Linked DNA regions of Mus musculus: region 1 is linked to region 2. Evidence: chromatin contacts called from public ChIA-PET data. All regions are on one chromosome and are shown on one strand. Each heading gives the region's core, a stretch centred on a gene start, on an enhancer-like site or on the middle of the called end of the contact. The rest is flanking DNA. Distances are from core to core; before and after follow the strand shown. Region 1 has its middle 39 kb from the start of Gm32564. Region 2 overlaps Arid2 (AT rich interactive domain 2 (ARID, RFX-like)).

Evidence for each region. ChIA-PET counts read pairs in DNA pulled down with a chosen protein or histone mark.
Region 1: an RNA polymerase II ChIA-PET map of memory CD8 T cells shows a contact between it and region 2, with 8 read pairs. The contact joins two enhancer-like sites. A contact is called at or near these places in 2 of 115 datasets of contacts at active chromatin or transcription factors (bone marrow-derived macrophages and memory CD8 T cells).

Annotation. Positions count from the first base shown.
Region 1 is chr15:96,777,109-96,781,324 of GRCm38.p6, forward strand. No RefSeq gene overlaps it. Among named protein-coding and RNA genes, the nearest start is that of Gm32564, 39 kb to the right of the region's middle. Within about 2 kb of position 1,358, at least 72 of the 459 cell types and tissues checked have an H3K27ac peak or open chromatin away from gene starts, as enhancers often do. A contact at or near this core is called in memory CD8 T cells, where this site is marked.
Region 2 is chr15:96,295,864-96,300,024 of GRCm38.p6, forward strand. All of the region lies in intron 3 of Arid2 (AT rich interactive domain 2 (ARID, RFX-like)), which reads left to right. Among named protein-coding and RNA genes, the nearest start is that of Arid2, 10 kb to the left of the region's middle. Within about 2 kb of position 2,113, at least 51 of the 459 cell types and tissues checked have an H3K27ac peak or open chromatin away from gene starts, as enhancers often do. A contact at or near this core is called in memory CD8 T cells, where this site is marked.

The DNA of each region.
Region 1 (4,216 bases), core at 108-2,607, 480 kb after region 2:
ACAAAGAATAGAAACCAGTATGAACCAGATCTTCAGGTAGGGTTTAATTAGTACAATGAGTGGGTTTTTTTTTTTTCATGCCTTCAGAGAAGAAAAGGCAGAAAAGAAACACTGATTTTAAAACTACACTATAAGTTCATAAGCATAACAACAATGGCCGTTCTATTCTTTGAAGCAATGGATTTTTTTTTTAATTTAAAATATTTTAAATATGTTTCCTTATCGATCTACTGGATGAGGGAGGCCTGTACAGCATAGGGCACATGCAGAAGTTAGAGGACAACTTGTGATGATGGGTCTTCCTTCTGCCATGCGGGCTCCAGAGGGTTGACTTCAGGTCACCAGCCTTAGTGTCCTTTACTTTCTGACTTGTCTTGCTGGTCCTGTGGCAATTTTTCTTGTACTTCAGGGTTAAAATGTCCTTCTTTCCTTGGCTTATAATTTACTTTTCTAGGACACTGTTCCATAAACACAATAGGAAGTCCCCCCCCCCCCATTATGTTTCTGTGCTGACCCCAAATAGCCTCTAGCAAGGCTCAAAACAAAGACACTCGGACTAAAGTTCCATACCACCAAATGGAAATTAGCTTACTCTATGACCACCTTGAGAAGTCAGGAGGGACGTGACAGCCATGTTGAACAAATGGGCCACTTTCTTTCAGTGTGACAGTGATGTTCTTCTTCCCTTCACTCTGACACACAAAGACTAATGGAAATGACACGGTGGTAGCCAGTCTTCTGTGGCTCTACTGATCTTCCCGGTTTCCACGAATTACAAAGAAAGAACAGAAACGATGTTTTTCTTAGTCTCTGCTTACTTCATCCTTTGCTGCCGGTGAAGCCGACCTCTGCTTCTCACCCCATTGGAATTCTGTCCACCTGATGGCATAAGGGGTGAGAAGCAGAGGTCGGCTTCACTGGGGGTCTGTATCCACTCACACCCCCAGAGAAAGCTAACTAAGATTGGTAGATTTAAAGGGATTTGCTGTTCGCGCCTTTTGACAGCGGCATGGGCTGGATCATCTTTGTTGCAGCGGATCTTGGTGGAAAGATTTGTCTTCAACAGTGGAGTCTGACCCTTCATCCTCCTCATTACGAGGTGGCACTCTTTAAACACCTTTCCTCCATGGTCCCTTGGCCTCTGGGGTTGAGAGTTCCAACATGGAGCCCTGTGCATTACAGTCTTGACAGCGCTCCTGATGGCTGCCCGGAGCCGGAGTTCTGTGCAACCAGGCCAGGGTGCACTTAGCATTTTGGTGTGCTTACACCAATTTCCCCTTGCACGGTTTAGTAACTGCGAGAACTGAAACACTTCCCCTGACTCTCCACATCAAAGTAGGGGGTGCTTCTAGCAGGAAGTAGGGTACAGTGTGCTTATCTGCATGCTGGGGTACAAGACGTGGAGGTCAGGGCCAGAGAGCTAAGGCTAGGCTTGGCTGTCTAGATACACACGCTGCACAGAATTAAGTGAAAAACAAAACAAAATCCCCCAGATCTGCATAGAAAGCTTAAGACCGCAATGGCTTATGTCTACTGATGCTATTCAAGGAATACATTAGATTGCCCCTGCATGATGAGCACCCACCATGCTCAGGCATTCACAGGAGCAGGCAGGCCCAGGTGCTTCAGAACTCCAGTGCGAACTGCGCATGCCCAGAACTCAAGCTTGTGTATCGCGCTGGTTCTTGCTTCTAGGATGAGCCTCCCCTTTTGCCGAAGTCTCGGCTTTGGCCACAGCCGGATTCTCTATTGCTCTCCCGTTTGGCGCCCCTGGGTTCCTGTCCAAATCTATTTTGGCAGTCATTTCTGTGGAGACAGGACTGTCTGTGTTGTTCAATGCTATATCTGTAACTATTAGCCTTTGGCAGAGAAGAATGTAAGAGCATGTTTAACAAATGATACGTGGAATTCTAGAAAGTGCTATTGGACGTAAGCAGCTTCCAAGAGATATTCTTGCATTTAGTAAGGTCAACATACTAGGAAAGGGGTTGTGTGGGTGGAGTGGGGGACGGGGCGGGGGGGGGGGAGACTAGGATACTTGAGAGCATTAGCAGAAACACACTGTAAATTTACAACTACAAAGGAAAACAAACAAATATGAAGGCTCATAACGCCTGATTTAGAAAATGGTTCTATTATACATAATGTTTCAAAAAAAATACAAATACAAACCTTGGTGTGCAGTTTAGCACTGAATTTAGGAAAAGAAATTGAATGGAAGACTCCATGCAAAAGCATCACACAATAAAAACTGAGCAAATATTGCAATTTTTCTCAAAGCAAACTTTGATGACGACTATTTCTTGTCTATTAATTGGTCTAGTGTCTAACGAAAGCAAGGCCAGGAAAGTTACCCTGTCCCATATTTTTAGAAGCACTTAAGTGACCTACCTAGTCTGACAGCGCCTTGAGAGCTAGGCCACGTCCAGAACGTTTTGTATCTTTGTGGAGCGTTTGATACATTCTTGCCACCCGCTCCTTTCTTTTAAGGAATCCTGCAGATCAAGTGTCCAGCCACAGTGGGATACTTGTTCTAAAGCAATCATCAGCCAGGTTAAGACAACATGAAAAGTATTTCTAAGTTTGCCAAGAGTTTGTTCCCACACTTCAGCCCAGATAATTTCTTTTGCTCCTTGTAGATGGTAGAGGCAAGTCTCTATGACATGCAGGATGCTTGACAGAGGATGTCACGTCAGGTTGAGTGACTGGCTTGTAATCCCTCGTGTTTTAGCAGAGTAATTAAAAAGGACAGGGAGATCCCTTTTGATCTTTGATTGAATATATTTATAAAACCTCTTATGGACCAAAGAAGCCCTATCTTACAGATAAAATATAAAGACATATATATTAAGCGTTAGAATAAGTTGAGATTTGGAGACATGGTGTGCTGTTTAGTTTTGTGTCAACTTAACACAAGCTAGCTATCACAGAGGAGGGAGTCTCATTTGAGAAAATGTCTCCATATGATTAGCCTGTAGGGAATTTTCTTAATTAGTGATCCACCCATGGTGGGTGGTACCATCCCTGGGCTGGTCGTCCTGGGGTCTATAAGAAAGCAGGCTGAGCAAGCCATAAGGAGCCAACAAGTAAGAAATCACTCCTCCGAGGCTTCAGCTCCTGCCCCCCAGGTTCCTGCCCTGCTCGAGTGCTTGCCCTGACTTCCTTCAGCGAAGGACTAGGAAGTGGACATGTAAGCTGAGTAAACCCTGAACCCCAACTTGGGTTTGGTCATGGTAGTCATCACAGCAGTAGTAAACTTAACAAAGCCAAAAGGTGCGAACTGCTGATGTTTATAACATTAACAAATTATGCAAAAGTTTTTATGTACAAAAAGCACAAACTTCTAATCGTTATTTTCTGTATCAGCTAAAGGAAACCGATAGAAGACTGTTTTTGCTTTAGGATTAGATTTATTTTAGGCCTATTTGTTGATTTTTTGGATGTGTTTCCAGCCTCCTGGGGGCAGAAGGATGTTCTGGCATTGGGAGGATGAAGTTTGAGATCTGTTTTGCACCTGGAAGGCTTGCACACACCTTAAGGGTCCCAGGGCTGGACCATGACTGGAATATCAGGGACGGTGTACCTGACACATATACTGAGCTACAATAATTTAAGAGTCTGGATCTGGGTTGGTCTTTAGCATACATATCTATAGAAAGGAAGCCAGCCTCGTGGCAAACATCCAGACACATAGATCTATTTATTCCACAGTGTCAAACTGATACCCCAGATATAAAAATGTAGAGCTGGCAGGATTTGGGTGGAGATCATCTACTCTGTACAGAACAGCTATAAAACCAAGGTGTAGTAATCGAGGGGCTTTCTCTAATGCTGGGCAGCGAGCTCGTGACTGGCTGCTGACTTAAAAGATTCAGGAATCAGTGGTCTCAGGCTTTCAGGCCGGCTGTATTTTCTTGCCTTCAGGCGAAAAGCTACATGGATCTGTTATAAAATCATTTTTCTGTCACCCCAGTTTGTCTTCTGAATGCCAAAAAGCGTGTTCAGGCCAAAGGGGCAAAGAACCATCAGGATTATCTGACCAGGAGAGGACCATGGAGCAGAACCCTGCGGAGCTCAGCTGTGGGCCAGAACACTCAGGCTCTGATGGGAAAATACAGACACAGGATGCCAGAAGTTCACATTCTCTTCATCACAAAGGCCTTAAAATAAAAAAAAAAAAAAAAAAAAAGGTTACATCGTGTATGTGTGAGACAGC
Region 2 (4,161 bases), core at 863-3,362:
TGAGAGTCTTATTGTCCCTTGGTGTGGGCGGGCTTTAGGGACCAAAGGGTCATCTGGTTTTGTTGGCAAATGCTTTACCTCTGCAGCTATCTCAGCAGCATGCTGTGTGCACATTTGAAAAAAATAAAAAGTGCTGGCTTTTGAAGTTAAAATAAATATATGTCTTTATTATACAAACAATGTAACATTGTTTCTATTTATCCATAGTTAAGCTAAAAAAATAAATATGTATTATTATATAAACAGTGTAACATTGTATTTATTCGTAGTTTAGCTAAAATATTGGCAATTTCATTTGGTCAAAATAAAATAACAGTGGATAGAGGGTGATGAGTTCTGGGTACCTCTATAAGATCTATCTGTGCATTTGTATAAGAAAGAAAGCTTTGTGTCCTGTAATAAAGAGCTGGGAGTACATTTTCACCCTCAGTCTTAAGTAACTCTCTAACTGCCAATTTAGAAATAAATTTTATGTTTTTCAAAATGCAGCTTAACCCTTTTATGTTTTACAAATCATTATCATAATTCTCCATTATTCACAGTTACTAAACATCCTCAGATATATTTCATGTTGCATATGTGTTTGGGTTTATCAGTCTTAGATTATCTGGTAATGTGTCATTCTGCTTTTCAAGAAACAAGTTAACTAGTTGGTTGGTTTGTTTGTTTTCTGCTAAAAACAGAGGTGCCATTGGGCTATAGTTTCTGCAAAAACATGCTGTAAATTGAGATAATTTGTTTTTTATAAAATGCATGCTCTTTTGACTAAGTATATTGGTGATAAGCTGTTGTTGGGACTGAAAACTCTTGGTGATGTCTAGGAATAATTGCCTCATTCAGGGTTGTTGTCCAGTGACAGACCTGTAGTTGTGTGACCACAGGACTCTGCTTACCCATAGTTTGCTGTGATGGGACCTGAAGAAGGGGATGTGTTTGATGTGTCAGCTGCTGGGTCTTACCTCTTAACTGTCCGTTCCCTTCCTTTTCCCATATGTATTCATGCAATGGGTTCATTTGTCCCTTAGAAAGTCCTGACTTGGGGCTTTGGTTGACTGCTTCCTAAGTCAGTTACCTGTTCCCACCATGTTCTCCTGGAAACAGCTGGATCTAAGGTTGATAATGACAGCTTTGGTAGAAGAGGGGCTGCTTCCTAAGTGGGGCTTCGCTGCCTGAGGTATCCTGGGCCTCAGCTGTTCATTTAACGCTAAGACTGACCTGTGGACTTAATAGTTAGTAGGCTGAAACTAGTTTTCAAAAGCATGCCCCAGGTGGTTGCGAGTAGTCTGAAGTTTGAGGACAGTTGATCTAAGTACCAGTGAAACCAATTTAGCTGCTGAGATAACTGGCTTAACTTGGCACCGACATGCTGGCCAGGGTTACGTCCAGAACAAAGCTGTAAGTGGCATCTGGTCTGGGGCACCTGCTAAAGCTGCACCTGTCACAGAGCAGAGCTTGGACACACCCTGCCTTTGTCTTTGAGTTTCAGAGAGGGTACAAGAGCTCTGCTTCACTGGGGAAGGGACGAGCCAGCCGCCGGATCCTCACTCGCCCTTACTGCAGCTGTTTAACTTGGGTTTCGTTTAAACAACTCAAACTGAGGTTGCCTTCAACTTCTTTTCTCACTGGAGAATTTTCTTAACATGTATTTGTCATTGTTGTTTTCCTGTATGGACTTCACGTTATTCTTTCCAAATGAGAAATCATTAGCTTTACTGAATTTAGTCAGTGCTTGTCATGGTGGTGAGGAATCTTTTCTGTCCCTGGTCCACTCAGGAGAGTTCCCTTGTAGACTTAGTACTTCCAAGTCAGGGCAGGGGTATGTGTGTGTGTGTGTGTGTGTGTGTGTGTGTGTGTGTGTGTGTAAAGGCCTCAGCCCAGCACCCACACAATACAAGCTGTAGAGAGGTGATGCTTGGTTTAATGCAGCATTTCCGCTTCCTTCCAGGTATGTGTGTGTACCGTGCGTGTGTGTGCGCATGTACACATGTGTACACATGTGCTTGTCTGTGGTGAATGTGCTCAGGTGTCCGAGATACTGTGATGCGTACTCTCTGCGTTCTTCTTTGCCGTGAGGCTCTGTGATTGAACTTGGAGCTCATACATTCAGGTTGGCTGTCTGGCCAGTGAGCTTTATGGATTCCTCAGTCTCTCCCCCCTCAGCGTTGGGGTTACAGTTGCATACCACATCCTGCTTTCTTTGTTTGTTTCATTTTTTTCTATGTATGAGTGATTTTGCCTGCATGTATGTCTGCACAGCACTTACAAGCATACCTGGTGCCCTAAAGGCCAGAATAGGGTGTTGGAGCCTCTGGAGCTGAGTTAGACATGGTGTGAGCACCATGCAGGTGCTCCAGGAGAGCAGCCGGTGCTCTCCAGCACGGGCCGTCTCTCCATCCCGAGTCTCTCCATCCCGTCCTGATCTTTATAGGATCCTAGGGTCTAACTTCATGTCCTCATTTTCACAGCGAGGACCTTGCTGACTGAGCTCATCAACCCGACCCCAGGGTTTCCGTTTTGCAAAGCTTTGCTCACATGTATTTTATTTCAAATTTTAGAAACAATTGTTATTAAATCCTAGGTAAACAATCAGAAAATTGTTTATATTCCTGAGACTTTCTTTCAGAGGCTAATCGGTTACTTAAGTAGCAGGGCCATTGTGCTGAGTGTTCCCTCCTTGCATCCTTCCCCTTTTTTCCTTTAGTTTATACTGGGGATTGAATTGAGGACTTAGCACCTGCTAGGCAAGCACTCTACTATAGAGTGGTATTCCCCAGCCTCAGCTCCCGGTATTACATGCCAGTTAGGAAATCTGTTTCACGTGTGTTCTGAGCACACTTTGTCCCTTTTGCCCATTGTCCCATTCCCTTCTTTGGTAATGGACCTGCTTTACATTTTATAGAACATTATCCATAGCTATTCTGAGCTGTCGCTAAATAGTTCAGGCCTGTGTTCCAGGTTTGTTTAAATTTTATCAGTAAATTTAATTTCCATGTACTTGGGGGCAGTGGTTAGCTGGAAAGTTTTCTTATGAAGCAGAATTTGAAGAACATTGTGTCATAATCTGTTGTTTGGATGTTCATCTTATTGTTAAGGATGGCAAATGCTCATAATGGTCTTTGAGTTCTTACCATTATGCGTAATGTTTGCTTAGTGTATCTAGTGATCAGTTATTTTACAATAATACTGCTTATCATATAATTATAACATATCTTTTATGAGGAAGTCTTTTTGGGTCAAATTCTATTTTGTCCCTCTTTTAGCCCAGGAATTAAATAAGTAAAATGTTAATATAATTGTGCAAGAGGTCAGGGAAACATCCTGTTAAAATGTACACTTGAGGCCCTGGGTTCTGTCTTTAGCACCACATAACAAATAGATAACAGATTTGTGAATACCAGAGAACGTAAATCTGGGGTCCTTATGTAACCATTGCCTGACTCCTGACACTGCAGAGCAAGGGTTAAACTTAGTTTGTCTATAGTCATCCTGGGGTTAATAATATTTTCCTTGATTATTTTGGATTAAGTTGATTTCCCATATGTTTAAGGTTATGCTTCTTTTTAAATTTAAAACTTAAAAAATAATTTTGCCATTTTAACTTTATCTTGTACATGCAAGTATACATGTGTACAGGTGCCTCCAGAGGTCAGAGATGTTGAATTCCCTCAAGCTGGAGTTACAGGTAGTTGTGAACTGCCCAAGATGGGTCCTGGGAGTTCAACTCAGGGCTTCTCGAGGCCCGCAAGTCTCTTAACCACTGAGCCAGCTCTTCAGCCACTGAGGTTATTTGTAATTGAAGTTATTTATCAGTACCTGTGTAGCCTGTGTTTCCCACATATGTGCTTTAATATGGCTGACTGGTCAGGGGTGTTCATGAAGAAGTTTGGTATATTCTTTTTAGTTTACGTCATTAGAGAATCACATTCCTGACTCCCCTTTTCAGGTAACCCCGTGTTGTTACACATTAATTAAACCAAAAGGTCTATGATTTTTGAGTAACCTGATTGAAAAATAGTGAATTGATTTTTCTTTTTTGCCATGTTTTCTCTTGAAAGTTAAAACACTTTGCTACTAATATATACATTCTTTTTTACACTTTATCTAGATTGGTTATTAGTTATTTTCTAAATAATTTTCTTTTATATCTAGTGGTGCATTATA